2 separate regions of the Sus scrofa genome follow, and region 2 is linked to region 1. The links are chromatin contacts, called in public Hi-C maps. All regions are on one chromosome and are shown on one strand. The core of a region is the stretch at or near the end of the contact, and the rest is flanking DNA. Distances in the headings are between cores, read along the strand shown.

What was found. Hi-C and Micro-C count contacts between places; a contact is called where the count stands out from the background.
Region 2: a contact with region 1 is called in a Hi-C map of alveolar macrophages, with 2.4 times the contacts expected there. A contact is called at or near these places in 1 of 5 promoter capture datasets (liver), 4 of 47 Hi-C or Micro-C datasets (alveolar macrophages, heart right ventricle, liver and 1 more) and 2 of 2 datasets of targeted methods (alveolar macrophages and skeletal muscle).

The regions. Positions count from the first base shown.
Region 1 is chr3:42,860,337-42,863,036 of Sscrofa11.1, forward strand. It overlaps FAM120A (constitutive coactivator of PPAR-gamma-like protein 1), which reads left to right and starts at 1,258. Exons shown (of 19, transcript XM_021088177.1): 1 at 1,258-1,795. The coding sequence starts at 1,322. LOC102158199 (a long non-coding RNA gene) reads right to left here and starts at 1,025. Exons shown (of 2, transcript XR_302257.2): 1 at 334-1,025.
Region 2 is chr3:42,975,523-42,978,222 of Sscrofa11.1, forward strand. No RefSeq gene overlaps it. Among named protein-coding and RNA genes, the nearest start is that of PHF2, 12 kb to the right of the region's middle.

The DNA.
Region 1 (2,700 bases), core at 8-2,507:
TATTTCTCCCAGAAAAGCAGTAATCCCAGCGAGTCGTGGGGTCAATCTGCCACCTTTCTAACTTTCTCAGAATTAGGACTCCACTCCTTATGAACAACTGCAAGTCTGGAGAGTTATTTTCTAAGTTAATTAAAGATACCAATGCGATTAAAGCTGAGAGAGCAGGAGATCATTTCTAAAACTTGGTGACTACACCCAGCACACAGTCTAGTTCCTTTCTCCATTTGGGACAAATGGCTTCTGCTCACCATCCTCCCTCCCAGATGCACCCCGACGTCTACTGCCTGCCTACTCTTCAGTCTGCAGCCACCTCCGCCAGGGCACCGGTCCCACCTTTGGGTGACTGCCCCTGGGACCAGGACGAGACTCTTGGGGTGGCCACACCCCAGGGATGAGACCTCCTCTGGTGACCGTCTCTCAAGGGACTGGATGTGGCTTCCTTGAGGGGATGATACCCCAAGGTCAGGCTGAGGTCTCCTCGGGGTGACCAGCTCCTGGGGATGGACGCGGATTCCTCAGGTGACTGACTCCTGGAGACGGGAAGGGGCCTTCTCTGGGTGACCAGTCCACGGGGGCGCGAGAGGGCCTCCTTGGAATGACCGGCGCAGGGGATGACAATGGGGCTTTCTTATGGCCATCGGCGACGGGCCGGGCCTCCTCCTCGAGGCGACCAGCTTTCAGGATGAGAACTCTTCAGGGTGATCGGATCCCGAGGACACAACGTGGCCTCCTCGGGGTGAGCGGTTCGCAGCGGGGCCGGGAAAGGGATTGTCCGACTGGCTTCCGCGGACAAGACCGTCTGGGGTGACCGTACCCCAGGGATGCGAGGAGGCTTCCCCGGTGACAGCTCTAGGGGTCATAAAGCGGAGGAGGTGAGGCCGCCGCCCCGAGGCCTCCCGGAAGCTCGCGCAGACCCCGCGCACCGCCTGGGCCGGGCGCCCCTCCCGCGGGCCGGGGATCGTGTGGGTAGGGGTCTCAGGCTCCGGCTGCCCGCCCCGCCCCGCGGCACCGCCTCTTCCGCCGGCCCGCGGACGTCAGCCGTCGCCGCCCCGCCCCGCCCCGCCCCGCCGCTGCCGCCGCCGCCGCCCGCGCGAGGCCGCCTCCGCCTGGCCTGGGCCTGGAGCGGCGCACGGCGCAGGTCCCTCCCCGCCATGGCCCTGGGAGGCGGCAGCACATGGCGGCCGCAGCGGCCATGAGCGCGCCCGCGGCCCGGCCCGGCCCCCCCTAGAGCCCGCCCCCGGCCCCGGCCCCGGCTCGCGCCACGGCCCCGCCGCCCCCGGCCCCGCCGCCCCGCCGCCCCGCGCCCGCCGCCGCCGCCGCCATGGGCGTGCAGGGCTTCCAGGACTACATCGAGAAGCACTGCCCGAGCGCCGTGGTGCCGGTGGAGCTGCAGAAGCTGGCCCGGGGCAGCCTGGTGGGCGGCGGGCGGCAGCGGCCCCCGCACACGCCGCTGCGCCTGCTGGTGGACGCCGACAACTGCCTGCACCGCCTCTACGGCGGCTTCTACACCGACTGGGTGAGCGGCGGCCAGTGGAACCACATGCTCGGCTACCTGGCCGCGCTAGCCAAGGCCTGCTTCGGCGGCAACATCGAGCTCTTCGTCTTCTTCAACGGCGCGCTCGAGAAGGCGCGGCTGCACGAATGGGTCAAGCGGCAGGGCAACGAGCGCCAGACGGCGCAGCAGATCGTCAGCCATGTCCAGAACAAGGGCACCCCGCCGCCCAAGGTCTGGTTCCTGCCACCCGTCTGCATGGCGCACTGCATCCGCCTGGCGCTCATCCGCTTCCACGTCAAGGTGCGGCCCGCTGAGAGGGCGGGCGGGCTGGCCGGGGTCGGTAGGGGCCGACGGGCCGGCCAGGGGCAGGGTTGGAAGCCCGGGCCGGCCGGGGTCGCTTCAATTCAGGGTCAGGGTGGGCCGGGATCTGGAGTCCGCGGTCAGAGTTGGACTGGAGTCTGGAGTGGGCGGGTGGTCTGGGGTCCGGGCCTGGGTCTGAGTCTGGAGCCCGGGGCCGAGTCCGAGTCTGGAATCTGCGTTTGGGCCGGGGTTGGGATCTGGGGTCTCTGCGGGCCAGGAGCTGAAGTTGGAGCCGGGCTGGGGCCGGGGCCCCGGTGGGGGTCTGGGCCCCGGGGACCGCAGGTTCCTCTCCCCTCCTGGTCTGTCTGACGGACCTGCTGCAAAATGGACGCGCGGCCTGGAGTCCGGCCGGCGGCTGCGAGTGCCCGGGATCTGGGGGCCTGGGTTGCCCCAGGCGGTAGCTGCAAGCTCGGAGGGCACAGTGCCGCCCTTGCTGAGATCCCGCGTATTCCTCCACTCTTTAAAGCTCCTAACGTCAACTTTCATGAGACATTCGTTTTCGAATTTCGCAAGACTTGAACAGCAACAGGTTTTTTTGTGGGAGCAGGTGGGCTGGCTGGCAACAGGAAGGGGTCTCCATCCATTGAGGGTGGATTGAAGTTCTGCCTACTGCGGTCACTCCGGCTCAGCTGGGGGCAGTGACCTGGGCAAGGCCTGAGGAATTGGTCTCTTCTTGAGAACTCAGGCCTGGGTCCAGGTTCCCTGTAAGATGGTAGTTTTTCGAGAAATTGGTTTTTGTGTGCATTAGATTTCAAAGAGCCATAAAGTTTGACATGGAATTCTGTTAGTTCTGTACTGAGAGTCTGCGTGAAAAAGTCTTTGGTTCTGTGTATGTGATGTGAAAC
Region 2 (2,700 bases), core at 14-2,513, 120 kb after region 1:
GCCTCCATGTGCTGAGGGTTTGGCCCTAAAAAGCAAAAAAAAAAAAAAAAAAAAAAAAACACAAAAAAAACAAGAAATACATTCTATCTTGATTAAACCACTTAAAAAAAAAAAAAAAACAAGAACCATACCATATTCAGATTTATTTAGGTTTTTACCTAATGTCCTTTTTTGTTGTAGGATCTACCATGTATATTTAGTTGTCATGGCTCTTTAGGCTCTTTGTTGTGACAGTTTCTCAGACTTTCCTTGTTTTTGATGATCTTGTGACAGTCTTGGTCAGATATTTTGTTGACTGTCCTTCAGCTGTGATTTGTCTAATTTTTTTTCAGGAATGAGCTGGGGTAGGCTAGATAAAATTAACTTGCCTTAACACCTTGATGGCAGCCTTGATCATCTGCTGAGTCTGTTGGTCAGCTCTCTTCCCTGTAAAGTTGCTGGCCCCTGCTCCTTTGCATACTGTGCTTTCCATGTGCAGCCCTTAATTAATCAAGGAGTGGGGAGTCATGCTTGAGTAGCTAGTAAATTCTTAGGAATTCTTGGGCATGGCAAATTGATCTCTTCCTCATTTCCCTGTGTTTTTACATCATTGAGTTCTGAGTCCTTTGCACAGGAGAGGGGTGAAAGGTGAGCATTGAATATATTTTATTGGTTATTTTGTGAGCATCCTTTGTGTTTCATGTGCTAATGACACCTTTAATGATGATACCCTAAGATAGGACATGCTTTTTTAGAAGCACTGTTCTAGGTGTTTTAGCTCATTTAATGCTCACAGCAATGCTCTCAGGATGACACTATTATTACCACCAAAGATGATTTTTAACTTATTGGAGGCCACACTGCTAGTGAGCGGTTATGACAGAATCCGAGCCAATTAGAGCCCACACTCAGCCTTGGAGGAGCCCTTTGGTCCAGCAATCCCCTCCTCCTGGCCTGCCCAGCTCCTAGGAAACCGCGTCATCGGGCAGTGCAAGGGGGTGGGGTGCGCGGGAGGGGAGTGGGCCACGCGGGAAAGATGAGGTGGGGTGTCAGAAGATGTGGTATCACGGATGCAAGGACTGCGGGCGCGCGCTCTCCGCCAACGGCGCGGAACCCGGGGGCGGAGAGGGGACAGCCGCCTCTGGGCCCCGCCGGCCCGGCCTCCAGGCGGAGGAGGGCGCGCCTGGGGAGCGCGCTTCCGGCCCTGCGTGGGGCGGGGCGGGGCCTTGCGCGGGGCGGCCCGTTCCCGCCCTGCCGGGGTGCGCGCGCACTCTCCCCTCCCATCCCCAGGCCCGCGTTCCGTCGCGTCCTGAGCTACGGCGCAGCCCAGGCCCGAAGCGGTCGGGGGAGGTCGGCCAGGGCCGCTTTGGCGTCCACACTGAGGGCGGCTGGAGCCGAATTCCACGCGCAGAGCGCCTTCCGGGTTCCCGGGGACCGCGAGGGCCAAGGGGAGTGGGCCAGGGTTTCCCCACGATCACCGCTCAAGTTCTTCGTTCCCCGGAGCCCGACGGCAGAAAACCCCGCCTGTGCCAGGGCTGGGCGCGCACGCCGCGTAACCCTGTAGCCCAGGACCCTGCGCTTCTGTGGGACTGACCACCGTCCCTAGTGCCTGAGCCGGTCTGTTGGTACGCAAACCCTGGCAGTTTTCCTGCTCCCGGCAGGTATGCAGACGCCAAATGCCCTTAACTTCCGCTCCTTCAGGCTGTGGCTCTGAATTTGGAGGAAACAAAGGCAAAACCAAGACCTCTCTTCCCTGACCCTTGTGGTCAGGTGTGTTGGGACGTAGGCTCCTCTGTGTTCATGTCACGCTCAGGTCCACTGCACCAAGGGCCACCGTGGCCCCCCGCCTTTACACTCCCTCGTCGTGAGAGGCAGTGGGAAGCAGAACGTCTTACAGAGACCACAGTTCTGGTGAGGACTCCCCACAGGGCTCACCCAGTCTGTGCCGGCAGCACGTTTTAATCCAGTGTCCACTGCAAACGCCTGGCAAGTTTTCTCCGTGGGACGGTCTCTCCAGGGAAGGTTGTGTTCTCAGTGCCACCTGCCTCTACCCCTAGATGCCAGCGATGCCTCCCTGCTATGAACCAGCACCACCCCCAACCCCACCCCGCACATTTCCTTGTCTTCATGGAGAACGGCTCAGTATTTTGGAGAGGGGAGAAGGACAGAGGTGCAGACCTGGGCATGAGGCAGAGGGAGGCCACACTTACTTGGGGACACTCTGGCCGGTCCTTCCCACATCGCTAGGATTGCAGGGGATGGCCTGAGTGGCATTCTCAAAAGTGAACTGTTCCCAAGGCTCAGGACCAGATTCTGATCCTGTCGTTGCCCCTACGACAATGTACACTCTCCTGGGGCAACAGCTTCTTTTCCTTTAAAAAAATAGCTTCTTAACAGATGTGATAAATTCGTTGGAGTAATAAAAAAATTTTTTTTAAATAGCTTTTTTTCTGTTTCAAAAGTAATATGCTTGTAGTAACTTTTAAAAATATAATAGGAGTTCCTGCTGTGGCCCACTGGGTTAAGAATCCGACTGAAGCAACTGGGATTGCTGCAGAGGTGTGGGTTCAAGCCCCAGCCCCGCCCAGTGGGTTGGCATAGGTCCCACCTGTTGTTCAAATTCACTTCCTGGCTCAGGAACTTCCATATGTGCAGGTGTGACCATAAAATTTTAAAACATTAATTTAAAACATTTAATTTTAAAACATTAAATTAAAAAAA